Linked DNA regions of Sus scrofa: region 2 is linked to region 1. A link is a contact called in public promoter capture Hi-C data. All regions are on one chromosome and are shown on one strand. Each heading gives the region's core, a stretch centred on a gene start, on an enhancer-like site or on the middle of the called end of the contact. The rest is flanking DNA. Distances are from core to core; before and after follow the strand shown.

Region 1 (5,270 bases), core at 1,082-3,581:
AGTGGGTTAAGGATCTGGCATTGCCTGTGAGCTGTGGTGTAGGTTGCAGACACAGCTCGGATACCGCATTGGTGTGGCTCTGGCATGGCTCTGGTGTAGGCCAGCAGCTATGGCTCCGATTTGACCCCTAGCCTGGGAACTTCCATATGCCGTGGGAGTGGCCCAAGAATGGCAAAAAAACAAAAGAAATAAAAAATAAATTGGTAATCTACTAGGAATACAGCCAATCACAAATAAATCACATACTATGCAATTTCATTTTTTTGAAATGTCCAGAATAGATCAATCTATAGAGAAAGAAAATAAACTACTAGTTGCTTAGGCCTGAGAGTGTTGAAGGTATTGCTGTGATAGTTAAAGGGTATAGTGTTTCTTTCTAAGGTAATGAAAATGTTCTAAAATTAACCGTAATGATGGTTGCCTATATGAATCACCAATAGTTCATCAAATTCATTTTCATTGAATACTAATTTCAAGGAAGTAAAACTCATTGAATCATACACTTTAAATCAGTGAATTATAAAGCTGTTTAAAAAGAAGGAACGAAGGGAGTTCCCGTTGTGGCTCAGTGGTTAACGAATCCCACTAGGAACCATGGGGTTGCGGGTTCAACCATGGGGTTGTGGGTTCGATCCCTGGGGTTGTGGGTTCGATCCCTGGCCTTGCTCAGTGAGTTGAGGATCTGGCGTTGCCGGGAGCTGTGGTGTAGGTTGCAGACGCGGCTTGGATCCCGCCTTGCTGTGGCTCTGCTGTCAGCCGGCACCTACAGCTCTGATTAGACCTCTAGCCTTGGAACCTCCATATGCCACAGGAGCAGCCCAAGAAATGGCAAAAAGACAATAAATAAGTAAATAAATAAATAAGCATCTAATTATTAGATACCTGTATCTCTTGACTCTATCTTTTAAGCAGCATAAAATACTACATTGTACCCAGCAAGCTATCATTTTGCCTGCAACATGAATTCGCTATAAATTGGTATTATAGCGAATACCAATAAAATGAAAATGAAACCTCAAGCTTTAGGTTTAACAAGATTTTTAAGTTACACACATTTTATCCCCTACTCTTATTTTTGGACCCATTTTTCCATTCTCTTATTTCACAAGCACTAATGTAGGCATAAGTGTTTCCATAAATATTAGAGTTCAGATCAACAGTCAAATGAATTACAACAAAAATTTTCACCAGATACCTGCTGACACAGCATCGATAATTATCAAAATATATTCTTCCTCTCTCATAGGCTATAGGTGACTTGGAATGAGTCGTCCAAACATTCTTAAATTTAGTACTTTCCTGAAAGACACAAGGAACTTCAGTTTAGGAAATAACTCATAAGCTTCCACTCTGCACCAATTTTAAGTTGGATGGTTAAATTGACAGTTTGCAAAGTAATTTCATGTACTTTTTAGAAAACATTATGTTCAATGCTTCCTCAATCTGCCCTCGCGTTTTGGCTTAAGTGGAGTGATCGATTTTAGAAAAACTGTTTCTAAGAAGATATACGAAGGTTAAAACTAAAAGCATGCGGCGGTTCCGTTTTAATGGTTATTTACTAATCCCCCCGCTTCAAGGCCTGGATCACCCTGACCATCATGTGAGATCTTAAAAACGGGCTGTCCTGCAGAAAAACTGCACCCCAGCAAGAAGGCTTGACCTCCCCGTCGCCCCGTCGCCCCGCTGCCCCAGGTCCGGCTCCCGGTGGCGGGTGGTCACCTGGCACACCAGCGCCCGCAGGATGCCCAGGTTGGTCCTCTGCACCACGCCCGCGTCGCGCGAGAAGAAGCCCAGCGCCCGGCGACTTAGCCGGCAGCACACGTTGGGCTTCTGACTTGGCCCCATGGAGGCGCGGGCCAATCGCGGAGTTGTCCGGGCCCAAGAGGGGCGCGCCCCTCACTCCCGCGCAGAGCAAGGGCCCCTACCGCCGAACCTCCAGGCCCCAACTCCCTGAGGGGCCCAGGAAAAGGTGACACCGGGAGCCTGGCAGTGGGCGCAGGGCGGTGGGGCGAGGGGAGGCAGAGCCGGTGCTGCCCGTGAGTGGAGAAGTGGGAAGGAAAAGCAACTCCCTTCTCCGTCGGCCCCTCCAACGCTCTAGGGCTCGGGACCCGGCTGCCGACAGCGCGACGCCTGCGTAACGCGCGGTCGGATGGAGCCGTTCCCTCACCGGGAAATGTAGTTCCCAGTACACGCTGAGGGAGCCTGGCCTGTTCCCAGAACTACAATCCCCATCAGGCAGCGGGCAGCGAGCCCTTGCCCTGGCCCCGCCTTCAACCCACCACAGCCCCGCCCCGCCCCTCCTCCTGGGGCTGGGCTGAGTCTGCGCTGTAGGCCTGGCGCGCTTTTCCGGGTCTGCACGCGGCGCCGGGGGAGGGCCTGGTGGCTCTGTACTGCCGCCTCCTGGTCTCGGTTTCTTAGAATACGCCCTTCGCCCAGGGGTTCGTTTCTTGCCGCCCGGTACCCCCAAGCCTCTGAACCCCTGGACTCTTGCTTTGGGAGGCTCTGGCGGGACGCCGAGAGGGGCATTGTGTCGTGTGCGATCCCTTCCCCCCGAGGCAGCATCATGTGCTAAAGAAAGGTACGCCCTCGGCTTTCCCTTCAGTGTACTGTGAACGTTTTGGATGAGATGTATAGTTAAACATTTGGGATCAGTAAACACTGCTTTTGTGTTATGAGTTAGTGGTGAAGATGCTGGCATTCCCGCCAAACTGGAGTTGAATTACCCTTTACCAGAGGTCTGCCCTGCTGTGGCCCTCAGAGACGCGGGCAGGTTTTGCAATAATTGCTGCATTTTCCTTTCACATTTTACTCCCTCCTTATCGGGAATGAAATATCACATATTTACATTATTATTGAACTGCCCGAGGCATTCCAGTTTGATTGCTCTTAAGTAAAAGATGACTTTGTGACTATCCCTGCCTGTAGGTCAGAGTTCCCACTACACTGCATTTTCAGCAATCTTGCACCAGACTTGTCCTATTGCTCTGCTTGTGAGTCCCTTGAGGGTGGTGTCTTTGCATTTCCCACGTGGCCTCTTGTTCAGAGGTAGGCAAGGCAGCAACTCCATCTGACAGAGCAAAAAGTACAACCCTGGGTGAGTGTGTTGGGTTAAGTGTTTAGGAAAAATTTGTCATATCTCTTTTTAACCCTGCTGAATTTCCTTTAGGGCCTAGGCTTTTGCTGATTTTTCATATCTTATTTACAGCATACTGTGGAGTGCTTTGTATATTTTTAGAGAGCGCTATAATAGTTAATTTGCTAATTCATGAATGCAGCTGTCGCTGAGAAAACTGGGACCCAGAAAAGATAACGGGATTTTCTTTGGCTGAAATGAAATTCAAATCATTGCTGAATTGAACTCATAATCTTTTTTCATCTTCCCCTTCACCCCCACTTATTTGTCTTCCAGTGGTCTTTATCTCACCTTCCAAGCCCCAAGTCACCCAAGGGACAGCCATCTTTTCCCTCATCCTCAACCAAGTACTTTTGATTTTGATATCTGTCTCCTCTTCATACCCCAGCATAATTTAGGGCCTCACCATTTTATCACATTATTATGTTAAATAGCCTCCTTTCTGCCTTACTTAAATACTTTCAATTCCAGCCCTCCACTCTGCTGCCAGAACGATTTTTCTAAAGCACAAATCTGTCATTTCCCTATTAAAGCTTTTACGTGGCTCCCAATCACCCAGAGCAGAATTTCTCAAACCCACGTAGATACCCAGGATTAACTTAAAATATGATCAGTATGTTAAATATATGCAAATATGAAACTGTATATAAACTCCTTATGTTGTATCTTTTGTACAGCTATAATGCTCAATTATATGTTAAATGAAGCAAAACTATAATACACATAAATTCTGATGATTGCTTGTTCATTGTTACCAATGAGACTGTTTTTGCTGGACCTATAATGCTCTAAAACAATCTTCACTGTACTTTGGGGCATAAATTCCTTACCGAAAAGCCCGTTTATATTGTCCTTGTGTTGAGAGATTACACAATGACTTCACCCCTTTATTTAAGCCTGTAAAACTTTCCTTTGATCCATATGTCATGATTTCATTTGCTCTTCACCTGACAGTCTCCATGTCTCATTATCCTGCACCAGTGACAAATGGTACCACTTGTTTGCCAGTGCAGTCCTGAACACAAACGTGTAAAATGAAATCTTGTGACAGTAATCAATTAAAAGGTGCCATCCAGGTGATCCAGAATATCCTTTTGTTCAAAAAAACTTTTTTTCTCTTTGGATTTTTATTAAATTGGAAATAAAAAACTTCTCTCGAGACATCTCATCACCTTGGGGCTACATATACAAATCCCTCTAGGTATGTCTAGGTCCCCTTATAGGACAAAATCTGAATGCCTTAGTGTAGAATACAGGGCACTCTCTTATCTGTATCTTGCCCCCATTTTCAGCCTCATCAGCCTTGCCCACATTTTGCTCTCATGGTTCTGATATGTTGCCTACTTGTTCAAACTGGGGTGCCTTTACATTGAACATGTCTTTGTCTGGAGCTCCCTTCTTCTCTTGTCTATTTATCTCAATACTCATCCCAGGTCTTCTAGCTCCACTCAGACACTTCCAGACCCCTCCGTTTTAGATGTAGTTTTGCCTCTTCTCACATGTACTTTGCATACACTGGTTGTGGCACTAATAGAATTGTTGTTTGTCTCTCTTCCCAACATATTGTGTTCAGAGCTGTCCATTCATTCATTTAGCCTCCTTATGCATTAACCACATTTTAGGCAGTATACTCCAGATGCATATGAATATGGAATGAATGAACTATTCTGAAAACAATGTTTGTGTAGGTTGTATTATCAGCAACTAAGTACTTGTAACATAGAATCAGATTTAGTCTCTTTATTTCCAAATAAATAGGAAATGACAATATTAATCAGAAGAAATAACATTTTAAAAACTTTAATCCCTAACAGTTTTACCTATAAAGTAGATATTTTCTTATTGAAGGTAAAATGGCATGAACATATATCTCTAGCTTAAGATTTGGAAATGACTTCTCTTAATTTGGGGCATAAAATAAACATTGGTGTTTGGTTTGTTTGATTTTTTTCATTCTGTGTCTGTGATATTTATGGAATACTTAACCATCCTTGCCATGATATTTTAAAGACAAAAAAGAGGAGATGTGAGTTCAGAAGTTAATAAAATGCTTTTTGTTTGTATGCTTTGTTTAAAGAGGCATAGTATAACGGAATAAAGACATAAGACACTCTGTTTATTAAGCCTGAACATTTGT
Region 2 (5,270 bases), core at 2,045-4,544, 460 kb before region 1:
AAAAGATATGAAAACTAAGTAATGGAACCAGATTTCATGCACACACAATTATTTTATAAATAGCTTTACTGTGGTGTAATTTACATAGCATACACTCAATTGTTTTAAGTATACAATTCAACGATTTTTGGTAAATTTAGAATTGTGCAACCACTACCACAATCTAAGTTTAAAACACTGCCATCACTCCCAAAAGAAATCTCATGCCCATCTGCAGTCATTCTGTTCCCATCCTCAGATCCAAGCTACCACTAATCTTTCTGTCTCTATGGATTTGCTTTTTCTGAACATTTCATACAAATGATCACACAGTATGTGGGGGGGGAATGCCTGATTTTTTTCACTTTAGAATGTTTCTGAGGTTCATCCATGCTGTAGCATGTATCAGACCTTCATTCCTTTTTTAATGTAAAATAGTATTCCAACATATAGATATACCATACTTTGTTTGACCATATACCAGTTGACTGATATCTGGGCTATTTTTTGGCTCCTGTGAATAATATTGCCATGAACATTCATGTACAAGTTTTTGCATGGACATACATTATCATTTCTCTTGGGTTTCACTTCTCTAGGTATTTTGGGCTATCTAGGAGTTGCATTGTTGAGTCATACCGCAAATACATGTTTTAACTCTTTGTTGCCATCAGGAATACATGTTTTTCCACATCCTCACCAATACTTACTATTATTTTCATAAGCAAAAAAGTAAAGGTAAAAATTTTTAAGATGCTGAAACCACTTATACCTGTCACATTTTGCCACATGGTACTGTCTATATGTAAACTCTGCCACCTCTCAAACAGCTACCCACTCCATGACATAAATCAAGACAATAAAATCTGAATGTGTCCAATAAGTGCAGAAAATTAAACATTAAACTGCAATAAACAATATAATACACTATACAAATGAGTGCAATAAACTGCTCTTACATAAAATTCTACTTCAAAATTTAAAAGATTATGTATACACACATAGTACATACTACTACTACTTAGAAAAGGCATACATACCTAATTTTAGTTCAATTGCTGTGTTGGTATTACATTTGTATTCTGCAAGTTTCTTCTCAACTGCACTCTTGTATTCAACCAAAAATTTCTCCATAGCACCAAATCCTGAGAAAAAGGTTTTTAAAAAGTCTCGTTGGAAGTAGTTAAATGGTCAAACCTACAAACAGGGTTCTTATTAGAAGTGGAATAGAGGTAAGACTTAAAACATGTGAATAGATCACAGATCTCCATATACTCCTAGGTAAATGTACTGAGTGTGACTGTCTCATCATAAAACTGAAAAAACATCACTTTTGAGATACAGGCTTATGAACTAGACCTGCTTTACATAAAAGAGTAAACTTGAAAAATAACATGACAGTCTACTGACATTTCTGAATATTTAATACTAATATAAAAATACCTGCTAGGATTTATACCTAAGTAGCCTTTTTAAAACAAATATAAAAGGATGCCATTGCTCTACTAAGAATCAAAGTGAGAATGTATTTATAATACAATAGCTTTTTATTTCGATATATTAGAAAAATTCTACCTGGAGTACTTCCAGATCAACTATTACAAAATCAACAACTAATAATGCATAGACAGATGATCTCAGGAAGGATACACAAGAAACTGGTAACCACTGTTATTTCTAGGATAAAAGAGAAGGAATGGGGACAGGGTTAGGAAAGAAAATTTTAAATGTATTAACAAAGTTTTTTTTTTAAACTATGTGCACAAAGTCACAGACTACTGGAGTACCTAAATGATCTCACTTCACGTGGCTACCCATCAACGTAATAACAATTAACAATGGAATAAATCATCATCAAGAGAAACTTTCAAGCAACAATGACAGTAAATCACCTGAATGATCACAAAAATTAGGGAAAATTCAGGAAAAAAAGGTGATGAGCAGAAATAAAAAAATGGGGTACAATGACACACCATAAACCTCAGTAATTGAATAAAAGCACATACCCAGAACATGGGCAACACCTGAAGCAAAATAGATAAACGGTTTGGAGTCAATTGTTTGATTCAAACCAGGCTCCACCATTTACTTACTAGATCTGTGAACTACAACACATTAGTTTTCTTCTCCGACCCCAGTCATAAATATTAGTTTAATCCTCATAATTCTATAAGACAAGTAGCTACTATATCAGCCCCATTTCATACTCAAAAGCTCAGGCTTTTAGAAAGAGATCCGGTTGCTTAAAGGGCACCCAATTACCAAATGGCGGGGCTGAGATTCAAATTTAGGCATAATTCTTATAATAGGTATACCCTGTGCAATACACATCCCCCCAACTCTGTTACTGCACCAGTATATCCCCAAATCCTACAGTCTCTATCTGGTAGAAGAGCCCTTCCTTAAACTTCTGCAGAGCTCATCATGCCTGTCAATCCAGCACATCCATGAAAGTGTACTGAGACTACTATGAAGGCACGGGGTAAAAACTAACTTGAAAAGATATGTAACTGGGGGGAAAAAGCAAATACATCAAAACAGTCTTAATACACGTAAAAAATAACGGAATTATTAATTTATAGAATAAACACAAGAGAATCATAACAGGCGCACCCTAAAAGAGAAGTTTAGATGAAGGAAGAATGCGAGAATCACCTTTCTCAAAGGAAATCTAAATAGATCCTAGGAATACTAAGGTGTGAGAGATTAAGGAGACCATAACGAGACAATCAAGATTCAAATGAGAGCCTCAAGTCAGGGCAAGGCAGCAATGCAGTAGCACAGAAGCTGACTGTAGCGGAAGGTGGAGGGAGAACTGGAAAAAGAGGGTCTGAGCATTAAAGTCAGCTGGCGGGAACAGAACCAGACCAGTAGCAGAGGCAGCAATGGGCAAGGGGAACAAGAAGAAAAACAGGCCTCCAGGCATCTGGCACCTTACAAGCTCAATCGCGACGCTTCCTCCAGGCCTTTTTGGCCCCCGCAGGCGCCGAATTCCCCCCAGAAGGCGCAAAACCCAGAGCCGTTGGGGGCGGGGGCACGAACCTCGGAGACAAGGAGCTAGGCTAAGAGTTCCGCGCTTCAAGGCTAAAACAGGCCTTCTAGAACCCAGGCTAGAGCCCGAAAGTTCCAGGCGGGCACTGTCACCACCGTCTCGGCGTTCTTTCCCAAACCTGCCCTCCCCCTCCCCTTGGTAAACTTTTCCCGGGAACTTACCCGCCATTTCCGAGCTGCGAGCACCCGCGGCCGAGGTAGGACGAATCAACCCGCGCGCTCCCTGGCCGGAAGTGAGCGCACTTACTGACGCATTTCCCCCGCCCACCCTTGGCAGGTCGCTGGCCAATGAGAGGAGGACGTTTGAGGCGCGGCAGGGCGGAAGCCCCTCGAGAGGCGGGGCTAACGCCGCCGGGGAGGCTCCGACGGTTGCCTAGCCACCGCGAGCTCCACCAGCCCATTTGCAGGCCTGAATTGGGGGCGGGGGCTGCAAAGGGACGTTCTCTGCTGAGGCGCTCGCGGCTCGAGGAGTTTCTTTGGTGTTGATTTGAGTAATATACATACCTTATGGCTGTTTTCTGTTCCTCCCTAATGATGTTTTGGAGACTGGTAGAAAAACTTTCCCTTTGGCCTGGACAGTAGATCACAGCACCTGAGCCCTAGTTTTACAGGTAAAATATAGGGATTGAGTTTTACTTGTGGGAGAAATTTTCAGTTGTTTTGTGTATTCCTGTTTTTGCCAGAAATACTTATTTAACATCGTTTTTCTTTTCTCTCATGTTCTTTTAACAGTATGTACACAGGGTGATATTTAGGTACTTGTCTTTCACTTTTTAAGATTATTAGGCAACAGTTTAGTGCACCGAAATTGCTACCTAATAATATCTCAGGTTACCTGTTCTGGTTCTCCATGTTTCGAGTCCTCGTGGCCTAAACCACATCACAGGATGCTGCCTGATTTGGACCATACGATTCGTTAGTATTTAGTAACTGCTGAAAATATTTGACCCAGGGAATAAAACACTGTTTAGGTATCCAAAAATACTCCCACAATGTTGTCTGTGTACAAAATGCCTTGTCTCAAGAATATTGGTTAATAGGTTTTATAATGATATACTATAACTAAAGTGGACCCTTGGGATGATAATCTAGAACTAATGCACTCCCTCATTTTAATGATGAGGAAACTAAAGCCCAGAAAAGAGAAACTACCCAAATTCACACTCAATATACAGCTTGCACCAGAGCCCAGCTCTCAGGATGCTCAGCTCAGCATTTGACTACATGGAGCCAGCCCTCCTGAAGATAAAGATCAGAAAAGATACTGAGAATGCACAGATCCTTTTCCTTTAAACCTTAATGTTAAGAAAACTGAAATCAGTGTCGCTAATGACATTATGGATCAAAAAGGAGAACAATTTTTTATATAAACACATTTCAAAAATGGCAAGCTTCATTTTTTCCAAAACTTATTTGTAGATAAGTCAATAGCTGACAAGCATTTATGATCCTTAAAATAAGAAATCAAGAGGTGAGCTCTCATTATGAAAGGAACCCGATGAGGATCCATGAGGACTCAGGATTGATCTCTGGCCTCCCTCAGTGGGCCAAGGATCCGGCATTGCCCTGAGCTGTGGTGTAGGTGGCAGATGTGGCTCCACTCCCATGTTGCTGTGGCTTGGTCTGGCAGCTGTAGCTCCAATGTGACCCCTAGCCTTGGAACTTCCAAATGCCATGGGTGTGGCCCTAAAAAGCAAACAAACAAACAAAAATGGAGGGATTTGTCTTAACTGCAGCAAATCTGAAACAGATTTTATGACTTTATGTGACTATGGTTAGTTGTAGGGAAGAAATGTGATGAAACAATAGATGATAATATGAATAAGAAATGAGATGAATATGAATAAGAAATATTATGAACCTTTATATTGTGTGACTAACATTTAGTATGATCTGTTTGCAGAACTGAAGCTACAGTTTTAAATCATCCTAGTCTTAGAACTGTCCACACTTTTTTATTAAAAATGTCACATAATACATTTTAGCTAGTTTACCTGAAAGATAAAAGAATGACTTCTTGGAGTTCCTGTGTGGTTCAGTGGTAACAAACCCAGCTAGTATCCTAGAGGATGCAGGTTCACTCCCTGGCCTCGTTCAGTGGGTCAACAATCTGGCTTTGCCATGAGCTGTGGTATAGTCACAGATGCAGCTCAGATTCCATGTTGCTGTGGCTGTGGTGTAGGCTGGCAGTTGCAGCTCTGATTCGACTCCTAGCCTGGAACCTCCATATGCTACAAGTA

What was found. Promoter capture Hi-C pulls out the DNA fragments that hold promoters and counts their contacts.
Region 2: a promoter capture Hi-C map of fetal liver shows a contact between it and region 1, with 2.0 times the contacts expected there. The contact joins the promoter of HAT1 here to the promoter of METTL8 in region 1. A contact is called at or near these places in 1 of 5 promoter capture datasets (fetal liver) and 1 of 47 Hi-C or Micro-C datasets (heart right ventricle).

Annotation. Positions count from the first base shown.
Region 1 is chr15:77,561,553-77,566,822 of Sscrofa11.1, reverse strand. It overlaps METTL8 (methyltransferase-like protein 8), which reads left to right and starts at 2,331. Exons shown (of 12, transcript XM_001925591.5): 1 at 2,331-2,578. It overlaps DCAF17 (DDB1- and CUL4-associated factor 17), which reads right to left and starts at 2,194. Exons shown (of 12, transcript XM_021076469.1): 1 at 1,720-2,194; 2 at 1,196-1,299. The coding sequence starts at 1,845.
Region 2 is chr15:78,020,171-78,025,440 of Sscrofa11.1, reverse strand. HAT1 (histone acetyltransferase type B catalytic subunit) reads right to left here and starts at 3,294. Exons shown (of 12, transcript XM_003483674.4): 1 at 3,193-3,294; 2 at 1,020-1,124. The coding sequence starts at 3,199. SLC25A12 (calcium-binding mitochondrial carrier protein Aralar1) reads left to right here and starts at 3,511. Exons shown (of 18, transcript XM_021075518.1): 1 at 3,511-3,641.